Regions from separate parts of the Hordeum vulgare genome. Here region 1 is linked to region 2. Evidence: chromatin contacts called from public Hi-C data. All regions are on one chromosome and are shown on one strand. The core of a region is the stretch at or near the end of the contact, and the rest is flanking DNA. Distances in the headings are between cores, read along the strand shown. Region 1 has its middle 100 kb from the start of LOC123397690. Region 2 holds the start of LOC123453027 (protein MODIFIER OF SNC1 1).

Region 1 (7,574 bases), core at 1,268-3,767, 700 kb after region 2:
TTTTGGGAACCTTCTAGAAGGTTCCCATCAACTTTCGTGGGACGATTCTTCCTTGTCTTTTTTGGGCTTGGTTTTTCATTTTTACTTATCATTTTATTTTCCTTTTTCCAAATTCATGAACTATTTTGAAGTGCAAATTCTTTTCTAATCCGTGAACATTTTATAATCCATGATTTTCTCTCCAAAGTGTAAAGATTTTCAAGCTGTAAACTTTTCAAATCTTTGAAAGTCTTGTAACCGCATTTTTTTTCAAACTCATGATTTTTTATTCAAATTCATAAAAAAATCAGATTCATTGTTTTTTCAGATCCACGAAATTTTTCAAAATTGTGAAAATTTTCAATTTGTAACCTTTTTCAAATTCATGATTTTTTCCAAACCATGAACATTTTAGACCACAGACTTTTCAAACCTACGGGCTAAGTATGCGAACGAGCGCTTGAAGCCCCGATTAAGAGCTCTCGCCTTTGTGTGTACTATACGTGGAATTGGATGTATAGCTCAAGACAAGGCGAATCAACTAGAAAAATATGATGGGCCCTGAAAACATGATGTGCAGGCCCGTGCCAAAAAAACCATGATGTGAAGGCATTTGCTTGTCGTGAAACATGATGGATCCTGAAAACATGATGTCCTCATGTGCATTCACTTGCTCGTCGTGCCCGTTTTCCAGTCCATTGAGAATGTCAGTTGTAGGAGCTGCCCAAGGCCCGCTATTTCGTTTGACATGAGATGTTCTTTTTCTTTTTGAAACGTTGACATGAGATGTTGGTTACCCATGGAACCCCGCATGATATGTCTGGAGTTTTAGTTTTTACTAGCAAAATGGCCCTTGCGTTGCAACGGAAGAAAAAACATCATAATTTTCAACGGCGATAACCATATTTTGCTACATCACCGAAAAATACATTATCACTTTCATTTTTGTGAAATCATATTTTTGAAAAATATTTGAAATTGTGATAAAAATTCAAGTTCGCGAACATTTTCTAAAATCAGGAATATATTTTTGCATTCATGAACATTTTAGACTATTTGTAAATATATATTCTTAAAATGTGAACATTTTTAAAATATTTTTCTTGAATCAGCGAACTTATCTAGAGTCGACACACACAATAAATCTAAATATTGCAACGTCTACATTTTCATCTAATGAAACTTGATGGAGAAAAATGAGGATATGTGACCCAGTGACAGTTCGCTCGCCCGAGCTCTTGGTGGAATTTACTATTATGGTATAGTTATGGATTTGATAATAATATATTCTGTCAGTTGCTACGAAAAATCTATGAATGCAAACTACCAACAACATATTCAAATCTAGAAGAAAACTAGAAAACTTGAGAGACAAAACAAAAAGTTTATTTTGACAGCAATACTCCTCTAAATGGCATATACTGTCAGATTTTGTTTTGTACTGAAATTTTTAGACACCAAAACCTGAAATGTAATACAATCCCAAAAAAAAGAGGTAAAGGAGATACTGAAATTAAAAAGCAAAAATAATAATTTAAGAAAGGCAGCAACAGGGATCGAACTCAGGTATCCGGATGAAAGAGCATGACTCAGATCAGTGGGATGCGCGTGGAACTGTGATTTGTTCAGGTATTATTTTAAATGGAGAATGGACGAACGCCTGACTCCAAAAAAAAGGAAAACAAATCGTTTTTTCCACTCACCGGTGGCATAGGGGCGTAATTCCTGCGAAGTCTAGGGGCAAATTCCGCAACGAACGACAGAAGCGGTAGCTCTTTTATTATTATAGCAAAAGAGTCCGTGCGTTGCAACAGAAGCAAATCATACAACACGTCTTAACCTAATAATCATTACTTGAGATCTTTATTGTTTCTCACTTAAAACGGACTGCGGGTTGATTTTGGAAAACTTCAAGGGATTTTCTACAAAACAACCACGACGGACGGAAGAAGCAATGCGTGCTTTATTATTAGGGAGAGATTTTTGGACTCCGACGTCTCCTGTTCGCGTTCCCTTGGCGTATGAGGAGCTCCATGCGCGCACGGGCCTTGGACATTTCTGGTCTCGTGTTACCGACGGCGTCCGCTCGGCTCGGCTAGCTCTGTCACCTTGGTTCTGATTGCCAAGTTCTCGTGCCTAATCGAACGCCATCGTTTTCCCCAGCCGGCAGCGTTTTTAATTCGTATCAGGGACGATCCCGGTTCAAATCTCTTGGGCAGAGATTTGCCGTGAAGAAAAGTCAATCAACGTCGGGAGCCGGCTCCACCCAACTCCGGCTCAGGTTCCCCGTCCCTGCATTGCACGCAGTGCCTTCGTACAAACAAGTCGACAGCAACAAAACTGTATTCTTGGATAAAAAATGAGATGGAAAATAAGTAAAAATGAAAAAAGAAATGGACATGAAATGCGCCTGGACGTTGTTTCCTCCGCTACTGCTCATTAAAAATGCCATTGGCCTGGCCGCGGTGGCAGCTAGCCTCTGCAGCTCCTAGGAAGCCTACGCTCGGCAGTTGGCACTTCCCAACGCAGCAACAGCGCCAATCTGCAGCTCCTCTCTATCCGGCCCTCTGCGTAGCAAGCTACTACTAGTACTCCATCTCTATCCCGTGAGGAGTAATGCGCGCGACGCAGGCTTGTAGCGTCCCATCTCTCTTCACTCGCATTACGGGGAAACGGGAAGGGGTCATATTCTCAACATCCGCCTCCTGAACCGTCCGGTCTGCATGCCATGCCCTCTCGCGCGCGTGCATGCGCATGTCCCAAGCACAATGCATACACTACTCCCGCATTGATCTCTCTACCTCTCTCTCTCTCTGTGTCTTTCCCAACGTTGCCTAGCTATTTCAATCCCTACCTATAGGAGCCTAGCACGGGAGTGAGCAATCACATGCATGGCCTCCCTCGGTCTGTCTCGATATAAGGGCATCTTCAACAGTTTGTTGGTTAGGTTGTTAGTAAAATATGCCATGTCATCAACCAACACCTTAACATACAACTACTCCAATGGGTTGTATCTAGTTTGCCCAATAAGATGTGATGTAATAAATAAGGTGCTCTCTCATTCTACATTGGAGCTTGTGCAAGGGTGTTGGTTAATTTACATACAACCTTGCTCTCTTTCCTCATTTATTGCATGACACATCATCAAAAATCCTATGTGTCAAAATTACCAACAACTATCTTATAACCATTGGAGATGCCCTAACAAATCATACTAGTACTACTCCCTCAGTACCTAAATATAAGTCTTTTAAGATATTTCACCAGATGTTTACAAACAAAGCAAAATGAATAAATCTATACTCTAGAGTATGTATATATACATCCGTATGTAGTTCATTAGTTAAACCTTTAGAAAGAATTATATTTAGGAACGGAGGGAGTAGTATCCATTGTTTGCAAGCTCACGAGTAGCTGATTACCACGCATGCAGCATGCAGACACGCACAGTAATGCCGTCTTCAATTGCTAGCCTCCTCCTCCTCCTGTGAGCATGGAGGTCAATCGGTCGAAGCAAAAAGGTTCCACAAGATCTCGTCGCAGGCATGAGATGGATTCGTGGATTCCATATTTATGTCGTTGCGTGGCTTGAGCATTTCGTTGCCTACTCATGTACTCCCTTGGTCCATAAATAAATGTATATTTAGTTTAAAATTTGTCCATAAAAAAATACACATCTATCTTTCCGATGCATTATAAAGTAGAGAACAAATAGCATCGATTAGTAGAACCAATTTGCTGACAGTTGGGGAACGAAATTAGGGTTCATCACGCCGGTGAGTAAAGCAAAGCAGGGCGGGAGGACAAATCAGAGCGGGGCGGCGGTGGCTGGCGCCGGCGGCAGAGAGGGAGATGTCGTGGTCGTCGAGTACTTCTGTCGCGCCCGGCTTCCGTCGAGCTTCAGGAAGGAGTGGGGCCGATGTGCGCTCGCCGGTCCGCTACCGCGAAGACGCCATGGCGTATGAGCCTGCTAAGTACTACAGGTGCGACCCTCGTAGGAAGGCGCCTTGTTGGATCTCGTGGAGCCGTCAGAATCCAGGCAGGCGATACTACGCCTGCGTGGATGCACAGGTGAGAATCCATCCGATTCGATTTCTCCCTAAACTACGGGCATCGGAGGAGGAGGGCATCGAGATGTCTACCTCAAGTTGTTTGCGCCGCCCCGCCGTCACGATCGTCGCCGTGGAGCCGTTCACCTGCCGGTCGCCATTGCTGCCGCGCAAGAGAGAGAGGTCGAAGCCGGGAAGACACGGAGCGGTCAAGGTCATAAATGCCTCCTCTGCCTCGCGGGCCTGTCCACCCGCGTGAAACATTGGGCCGGCCCAGTCCATCTGCGCAAATTAGGGTCCAGTACGTCCGCAACGCAACCATTTTCGGGCATAAGTTGCCACATCACCAATCCTTGTTTGGTGGTACACTTCAAGGTTCGATTTAGACCAGGATTTGGAAGTTTAGGGTGCAATCGACAGGGATTTGGACATCAGGGTCTATTTTGCCGGAGCGCTACCAGTTCAGGGTTTAGAATAGACTTTTTCCTTTGCAAAAAGGTAGTGTAGCGGCAATGTCCCCCTCTTTATACATGTCCAAGTGACGACCTGCATAGCGTTTATGTAATATGCATTATATTTTTGAAACATATACGATGTTGTAATGGTCTACGATAGTTTTATGTTTTGCAACAAAACCTTTATTTCAAAACATTTTTACAACAAAACCTCAGTTGTAAAAAAATTATTACAAAACCTCAGTTGCAAAAAAACCATCACAAATAAAGTTGCTGCAGACTAGCAATGGTAAGGCGTGCTCGGCTCATCTGATGCCACAAATCTGACGGCTCGCGACCCGGCTGCTCTTTTAAAAGGACGAGTCGGCTCATGCGTAGCACACTTATTTAAGTTTTATTTTTTTATACTTACATTTTTGTTCGTCATAGGTTTTGAAATTTACAATTTTATCGGTCACTCGTAACAAATTTTAGGAATTGACACATTTTTATCAGTCGTAGATCCTGAAGCTCACGATTTTGGTTGTTCGTACCAATTTTCACAAGTTGAAAAACTCATCAAAACGTATCTGGAAAATGGTTCTCATTTGGAAGCCCTCACCATCATAAACATGAATTTGTAAATATAATTTAGTGTGTATTTTGTGTTTGAAAGATACGAAAGATTAAAAATTTAAAGCAAAAAAAGAAAAAGGGGTCGCATGCCCCCGCTCATGCATGCTAAAATCCTCTCCCATCTAAGTCAAGTGGTGAAGCCATTCCTTACGCTATACAGCAAGCCATCGCCATCTCGTTTGCGGACACTTCCATATGACATCGAAACACCGTTGGTATATACATTTATATGTTTACTATTGTTTTCTTAATTACATGAACTCGCATTGTTTGAACGTGAAATCAACCTTGTTTTAGCAAACCTCATTGTTCTCTAAATTGGTAAGTTATAAGAAAATGACCAATGCACCGGTCATTTTTCCTTGGTGAAAAAGGATGAGGTCGTGCAGAGCTTAGAGGCTAAGGAGGGGCAACACGGCCTTCCATGGTGTCCCTATAAGAATGAGCGGGAGACGAGACGTCGTGGCATAGCCAAAGAGAGCAAGTCAGGTCTTGATGATTTGGGTGCATGTTGGGGAGACGACTTTGAAGAAGAAGGGTGGTGGGGCCATAGAAGGAAGATCGGGCAGAGGTGACATGATAGAGGCAAAGGTGAGGGTCGGGCGGGGAGGCAAGGCGCATGTACGGGCTTCATCGATCACGGGTGGCAACAACATGCAGTTGGGCTAGTGTTGGATCAGGCAGATCCAGGTGAAGGAGAATAATTTGCTAACTCGGAAGGGGAAAGCACAAAAAACATTGAATTTGAATCGGATGGCTCGATAGATTGACTTACACGCAAAAAAAGTTAGACACGTAACTTATAGTCGATACCTTTACCAAAACCGTTAGATATATCCGACAAAATAATTGAGAGGCATAGAGCATGGATGGCCCTGCACCCTTTATATTGCTATAATTGGCAAGCAATCTAGAAGAACTGATTATGTCTAAGTTAGATATTATTATTTTTATTCTAAAAAAGATATGATTTTGTGTGTACAACTAGCCTTGATACCATTTATCTTTTGCAAGTTTTAGGTTCCTGTCCAAGTTAGGTATTAACCATACCCTTGTTCTTTGTGTTGTTTGGTATTCTGACATTAGTCGACCTATTAATAATCTAGTTTTAAATTTAAGAAATGATGGATCACCATCTCTGATTTTCCAAATTATGTGGTCAAATCCTGGTCAAGCAAATGCAAATCACAATAACCGACTAGATGGTTGGCCCATAAGGTTAGAACTTTTAGAAGGCTAGGTAGAGGTCGGAGTGCTAATATATCTTTTATTAGAAAGCATAAAGGAGCGCAAGTGGCTGAAAATGATAGGTTAGATGTAAGGGTTGAAACTCAGTCAATGTCTTATGGAGAGAGAAATGTGGTAAAACGGAAACAAAGGGAGATCAAAGCTAGAGGGAGATCTAGGGATAAAGATATCATTGATGGGATAGAAAAGATGCTTACTTTCTTGCGGTGATTAATCAAAGGACCAAGAAACCGATAAGTGATTTGGATGGTCTTGAGGGGACATTAAGTGATAAAGGATGTATGAATAAAATAGTGGTAGTCTACAGCAAAGAAAAAATGTTTAAGTACGACCATAGACTTGACATTTCTCTTCGAGATAGTTTGTTCACCTTATTGGAACAAATTTTCAAGCTCGAAACACTATATGAGAGTTTAGATTCATTGAAGAAGTGATTGGATAGTCAGTATTTGAGTCATATGTTGATGTTGTTCGTGGCCTTGGTGGCTTGTGCTTTATATTTAGGGATTTCTATATTTGTGCCCTTGGTTCCTTTCTACTCAGTTTTGTTCAAACCAACCAACTTTGCTCAATTTTGCCCCCCCCCTCCACCACCCGCTCACAGAAGGCGAAACGGAGCACTATCATCTAGTAAAAGCCTTTGACCGTTACTTCCTGACTAGTGGGCCGACCTGATATCCTGACAGGTGGGGCAACTTACCTCCCAGGTGATGTTTTTTAACATGTAATGGAAGGACATCGACGCAATTGGTAATAAAAAAACTTGTTGTGTGGCTTTTTAAGGTAGAAATAACCAAGGTCCGACTAGGCGATAAAATAGTCGTCAATGGAATGAGCTTATCTTAAGCCCGGTGGGTCCAACTTAATTTGGCAGTGCATCAAGTGAGGTGTGCCCCCGTGCTGGACTGAACCCTCCATGCTTCCCTCTTCATTCTCGGTGGCGGAGCTATCATTTTCGATTTAGAGCTGACTACGTCACCTTTATTTTCGGCGGATTTGGAATCCAGATTGTGTGGGCCGCGAGTGGCTGAATGAGATGGAGCGTGCACTGACAAACACGGGGGATGGTGTTGCAAGGGTTTGTTGTGTTGATTGGAATTCGGTAGAATTAAATGACCATAAAGATTTGTTTACTTCACCAATGGCCGACACTAAGATGAAAAATTTCACTCGCATTCCAGTATATGCTAGAGATAAGGAGGAGAGGGGCAAATCTAGTTTGCTTGCT
Region 2 (6,866 bases), core at 2,140-4,639:
TAAGGAGAAATTATCTTGTATATCAGAATATACATCATTTGAATTTGAAATCAGACCATTCTGAACAAAGAACTACGATTTGCAGAAATAGATCTAGCAGATATGGCATATATCAGCATATCATATGATCAATACAATCAAGAATTCCAAATATTCAGTAAGAAGTCATGATCGTATGAACAAAAAATATATATAATACATTTTGCTTGTAGACTACCTCGTTGACTGTTTGATTCAGAGCTTTTCTCAGAACCAAGTGTTGGGAAATCACCGGTGCTTAGAGTAAACACATGCCCATGTGAAGATCCCTACATAGTTAAGAACAAACATATTAAGTAGGCTCCCATTGCTGATGCACAAGCCATATAAAGTAAGTATTGTGCATTACCGATCTGTCAACAGTCCTTATCGACACATTCATATTATCTGAGGGGTTATCTGCAAACCGAGAAAGCTGTGAGCTTCCTGGTCTTGTCTCCGCACTTCGAGGACGATTTGTGACCACTGGCACATTTTGTGATGGTAATGTTCCAGATGCTGAGGACGGTCGAGAATTTGGACCCCAAGCATTAGGAGAGTCAAGAGATTCACTTCCAGCTGTTGAGGGCCTTGAACCGCCACCAGAAGAGGGGCGGCCATTGAATTGGCTTGGTGCACCAGAATTCCCATCCTTCTTGGGAGATAGAAGTGATGAGGAATTCCATGCATTTGGTGTTGTAGGTCCTGGTTTGCTGCCCCATGTGAGGGTGCCCCTAAAATCAAAATCATAACCTCATCACATAGCAATTATTGAAAACGATTGAGAACTGTGAATGAGTAGCATCAGATCTCTAAAATAATGAATAAAAAATGTGAGGTGGGGACTCACTTTGGAACAATTTCCACATTGGGGTCAAGACCCTGATTTTCCAACCTTCATAGAGAACTACTAAATCAGTTCACATAGAAGTATACAAAGATAAGATTTTGATTACAATGCCCAATACGAAAACTGTTACCTCTGACTTGGCAAATTAATGGGCTTTGGGATTTTTCCAAGAACAGTCATGCCAGATTTCCTTGTAGGAGCAGCCCATCTGCAGAAAGCAGTACAGAATAATAAAGTACGCACATAGTACAACAGCAGCAGTGCTATACGTAAGCAACAATTACTAAGCGCGTCAACCTGATTATGTAAGGCATATAGTGTTAAAAAAAACATACTGCCATAGAGATAAATATTGAGTCTCGGAAGGATAAATGAATGGAGCTTAATCATCCATCAATGGGAGGAGAACTACAAATGTTCTAATGGCGTTGCAAGTCAGTAGATAAGCATTTAACAAATTTAATTCGCAGAAATAATTATGGCTGAGAGATGGAAGAGTGCAGAGTTATGCCAAACACTGCTTCACGGTATGCTATCAAAAGGATACAATTTTTTTCGTTCAAATACCACTTAAAGAATAAAACAAAGGTTTATTTGATAAATGCCACTCAAATTCTGGCGATTCCAAGAAATGCCACCGCAAATTTCCAAACTTTGAAAAATGCCACTTGGCGTTTTTCAAAGTTTGCAAAATTTGCAGTGGCATTTTTCAAAGTTTGGAAGTTGCAGTGGTGTTTCTCCGAATCGCTAGAATTCGAGTGGCATTTATCTAATTAACCCGTAAAACAAGGGCTTACAAATAGAAAGGTAAAAACGAAGAAGGTCCAAGAAAGGCTTTGGCACTCCAGTATGTGGATGGGCCAAGATGAAACATGAAACATGATATGAACCTCGACTCGCATCTTGTATTCTTGATAAATATTTTGTTCAATACACTAAATACATACTCTGCCGAATCATTCATCAAGGTCCAACGAGAGAATTAACAAAAAACTGGGCAGTTTACCCTTGGACGAAAGACAGCTCCTCTTTTTATTTAAAAAGAAAGCAGATAACTGACTTTCTGCCCTAAAAGGGATTTGATAAATACACTCGGAGGAAAGTAAGCAGATCAGCTATAAAACACATTTGGTCGGTTGAAAGAAGAGAACGGGCTCATCTGCAGCCATCTGGTGCCATGACGCTGCCGCGCAGGTACCATTACCACACAACTTGACAGCTTAACCGTCGAACAGCATAGAATTGAACCAAACAACCTAGAGATGCACTCTGCCTGTCATGCTTCCGATCCAGAAACTAGAATTGGAACAAGACCAAAGCTAAACACCACCACGCCAAGCACTACTACAAATCGATGATTAAAAAAAACTGATATTTATAAATTTTAAAAACAAAAATAGCAAGCGTCACCAGAATCAACCACGCGCGACAATGCAAAGGCCCCGCGCATCCAGTCGCCAACGGAATTCAAAACGACGAGGGAGGGGAAACCGCGGCGCGCGCGCGCGATGGGGGCGGGAATCTCGCACCTCTTGTCTGTGGTGAGCAGGCTCGAGGCCATGGCCCCTCCCCGCGAGCTTGCGCCCCTCGCCGGGAGTCCAAATCGAGCGTCTCCGATCGCCGGGACGGGGACCTGGCGCGTCCAGGCCAGGGAGATCGAGATCTTTCTGACGGCCTCGGAGGGGCCGAGGGGGGCGAAACCCTAGGGACGGACGGACGCCGCGATCGGCCCGGATCGGCGGCGGCGGAGGCGGGAGGCGTGCGCGGAGAATCCGCGGGAACCCTCGCGGCCGGGCCCTGCCGTCCGGCGAGCGGCGGCGGGGGAGGCGGAGGGAGACGGGTGGGGCCCGCGCGTCAGATGGAAGGAAGGCAGGGGGCGGAGGAGAGAGAGGGAAGAGAAGGTTGGAGAGGCGTTCGTGAGAGCGGTATAAAGGGGGAGGCGGAGGGGACGCGTGGCGGTGCGGGGATTGGTGGGCTCGCGCGCGTGCCCGGGGACGCGTGGAGTCGTTCCAGTGGTGGACTCCTGCGTCCGTCCGCCGCAGGGGATCCCGTAGGAGTTGCGTGCTTGGATATGGATTTGGGTGGCCAGGGTCGACGTCGACGTTTCGTGCGAGCCAAGATTACCACAAGTGTCACGGCTCGTCACCGGATGACCATTGCGGGCCTTCTGAGAGCGTTTCTTTGCGTTGCTATGTTGGTCATGTGCATTAGGTTTGTGTTGCTGATGTATGTTGGGCTGTACGATCGGGCTGATTTGCACGTTGCTTGTTTTGGCCTCGCTCGATTCACCTGGAAAACATGTAAAATGTTGTTAAAAACCTCGTCGATAAGAAAATAGATGAACTTGATCTATTCGAGACATGTCTCCTAGGCTGAGAGAGAATGAATTCAAGGTTATAGTTGGTGCTTATTCGCAATAAAATATATAGTTGGTGTTGCTAGCTGCAAATAAACTAAATGTAGCTTTGCAATACTTTACTACCTCTTCTCACTTAAACACAAGTTTCTCGAAAAAAAAAGGATTTAAATGTATTTTCCTAAATTTTAAGATTGTAAAGTACAATATGCACCGCACATGGCATCATGGTATGAAATATAAAAGAAAACATGTTGATTCCTTATCTGGTCATTTTTGCAGCCTTCTCTAGTTTCACCGACAGAGACAACGTTGCCAAGAGAATCCTACAAGTTTGGTTGTTCCGTTCCTGAAACTGAAAGCATGCAGTAATCTCATAGATAAGCAACATTAAGGCAACGATACCCTTACATGTTACATCACAACAAATATCTAAACAAAATTTCAGCCAACGCAAGAAATAAGTTTCTACTGCGAACACGGATAATCCCAGGTGCATGTGTGGAAATTATGTCTAAACAAAATCTCATAATATGAGTTAAGTGCGTTATAAAATAAAATAAAGTATCTGCGCACATTGACAACATTGGACATCACTCCGAAATGAAAGTAGCACAAAAGCTCAGTGTTGATGCGCACACACCAATGAAACATGTTATTCTTATGCATGATATGGTCTTTCACATGAAAGCTACAATGGAATCTAGAGGGAGGGGCTGAAGGAGGGAAACGATGAGAAAGATGACCTGCGTTGGGAGACTCCTATAGTGCAAGTAGTCGCAGCAAAACATGCAGGGCACTCCCAACTCCTATGATAACTCAGAATAATCCAAACTTTAAAAGGTTGTTCTCGGAACAATCCAAACTCCTACAAAACAATACATAAATTATTTGCTTCACATATGATATGTACATTTTGAGAAGAACTCAAAATTACCATACAGGATATTGTTGTTCTTCCTACTCTACTAAGCATGTGAAATTAGTGATATTACTTGACGTATTTAGTTGTAGTGGTGTATCTCCTGTTTACCCAAAACATCGATTCCAACTCTTCCTTGCTGCTACAGCCCGAGCGATCGACATTGTATGACTGAAATAGTACTGTCTTATTATGTTTTGGGGTAGAGTTAGGAATCTCTCGAAACTAAACATCCATATGCATTGCCACTGCAATTGGTAAGATCATTTCAAGAACCATCTCATGCAAAATGTGCTCGTGTTTACCTGAAAGTAGAGCCCAGAGCATCGTCACCACGCGAGTTCCTCGAGCTAGACAGCCTGCAGAGGATCTCCCTCATGTCAACAGTTCTACCATGGTTGTTGTCAAACAGAACACAAGGATATATGGTAATATGTTGTAGTAAAATCTTATATTATGAGGCGGGGAGCAGAAAATAAATGTTGTCTCGTTAATGTAATTGACCCCAATATCATCATCAAGCTATGTCATCTTCATCGATGTTGACAACACTTCTTAGCAAATGATACCACATGAATGCCTTCTAACATTACAAGATTGTGAGTTGGTGAATACAGTAACTAATGCAAAAGTGTATCTATGCATAGCTTGTCTACGCACTACTACAAATACTACTCATAAAGCCATAATATATCTTTTTCTGCATTAGGCCCTCCTTCCAAGAAGTAGGTAGTGTGAGCACAAAGTTGTAACTTAAGCTGCTTAGAAAGCTAGTAGTGAGAAATAACAACGCAGCCATATAATGAGGTTATTAGATAAACTAGCATTTTAAGGAAAATTTGAAAGTGAAGTGACTATCATCTCATAATTATGCATCAGCAAGTTAAATATCATGAACTCTACTACAAGTCTAACCATGGTACGCAGCACCATGCCAATGCTAGTAAAACTAGGTTGAACGGAGCAAAAGCATATTGGCACTTCATAAACTCCATAACTGATCACACAAATCCTACAACTTACGAATAAATGTGAATGATTACTTTAAGGGTTTAAGTTCATAACCTTTATGATTGTTGTATCGAGAACTCTACGAGGAACATACTTGTCTAGCAAATTCGTTGTTATCTGCAAACCAAAGTTGTCAGAATCGCGGCTCAAATCTTAGTATCTTACGCCCTTGCGATACAAACTAGTCCCTCTCTGATTATATGGTTTTTCTCATAGAATCAAAGTTTCTACGATCATTGTAGTTATGATTATACGATCCACAATCCTACCAGTTGAGCTCTGATCCGAGTCAGAATCTCGAGTATGATAACTTTGCTAATACACAAACATATAAATAAGAATTATATTCACACAAATTTTCAGTTGCCACGAGGTGATAGAGAAAGCACAAGTATTGAAAATATTATACTCACCTTATACACACCTTGGTTACTCTCCAACCCACCACAAAAATGACCGATTTTTAGAGAGCATAGATAAAGGAAAGAAAAATATATTACTTGTTTCCCTCCTCCAACGAGTTGCTCCCCCTTCATTTAATTTATATCGTGAAATCAATTTATGACCAAAATAATAGATGACCGTGTGATATATATGTTGTTGGAACTGAAGGCATGTTATCAAATTTGAAGAGAGAGAGAGAGAGAGAGAATGTGTGTGTGTGAGAGAGAGACATGGGATCATCTGATAGAACATTTGAGCTACCTTTAGACGGTGACGAAAGGGACATGTATGGCGCCACTATCCGCGACATCAATGCAATGATTTAAAAATGTCCACACTTCATATACTACAAAAGAAAGGAAAACTTGAATGACCCAACTGCTATTGGCTACTTGACTTCATATATTGAATAAATGTAAGTTTAACAAAAATAGTGTGAAGAAAGAACATTATGTATCATGGATCTCATGCAAGGTATAAATATCATCTCATAAGAACAATGTAAAATGAAACTCAAGCAACAAATATCAAGAAACTAATAGATGCAAGACAAGCAAAATCTTGATGGTAAAACCCATGGAAATCCACTGTAGTTTTGCTATAGATTCTACTGTGAATTTCCTCCTAAAGTCAACATACCTTTGATAGAAATCCTTCTTTTGTTAACTTATAGTTACTGCTTGCATGATCATTTGCTATAGCTTCTTCATCAAACCAAAATATATACCATTTAAACCAATCCAGGGGTCTTGCATTGTTGTATGACGATTCACAAAGTTCCTTTCATAAATTAAAAACAACATACTTCAAATGTAATAAGGCATATTGTATTAAAATCCGTGTGCAGAAACAAATATGGCATCTAGCTAACAAAAAATAGAAAAAAATCATTGCCGCAAAAAATGACAAGGGCCCTTCCAATCATGGCAATAGGGAAATATCCACTTTATTCAGCAAAGATTTCTGAAATTTGCGAGATATACTCAGCCAGATTTGTTACTATCTCATGTGAACTCTCACATAATTCTTATTTCAGTATTCAGTTCTGGTAGTATGAGACACACATTTCCCTATCCATTCGTTGCTTCATCCTAAAACTCTATCATTCTTGCTACATTAAATAATCCTAGACAAAATGAACGAGTATATTACCAACCAACAAGAAGGCCTAGCAGAAGTGATCCAATCCGTGCACAGAACATCGTAATTCAAGAAAACTACAACATACTAATGTAATATAGTAATACATCATTTCTAGTAGCTAG

The links. A called contact is a pair of places that touch in the nucleus more often than the background predicts.
Region 1: a contact with region 2 is called in a Hi-C map of leaf, with 2.3 times the contacts expected there. The contact joins the enhancer-like site here to the promoter of LOC123453027 in region 2. A contact is called at or near these places in 2 of 6 Hi-C or Micro-C datasets (leaf and seedling) and 1 of 1 datasets of contacts at active chromatin or transcription factors (embryo).

Annotation. Positions count from the first base shown.
Region 1 is chr5H:98,643,269-98,650,842 of MorexV3_pseudomolecules_assembly, forward strand. No RefSeq gene overlaps it. Among protein-coding and RNA genes, the nearest start is that of LOC123397690, 100 kb to the right of the region's middle. Within about 2 kb of position 2,518, at least 1 of the 3 cell types and tissues checked has open chromatin away from gene starts, as enhancers often do. A contact at or near this core is called in seedling, where this site is marked.
Region 2 is chr5H:97,939,948-97,946,813 of MorexV3_pseudomolecules_assembly, forward strand. It overlaps LOC123453027 (protein MODIFIER OF SNC1 1), which reads right to left and starts at 3,390. Exons shown (of 9, transcript XM_045129790.1): 1 at 2,993-3,390; 2 at 999-1,076; 3 at 869-913; 4 at 389-752; 5 at 218-308. The coding sequence starts at 1,048. It overlaps LOC123453029 (a long non-coding RNA gene), which reads right to left. Exons shown (of 4, transcript XR_006632692.1): 1 at 6,241-6,866; 2 at 5,571-5,947; 3 at 4,452-4,505; 4 at 4,102-4,317.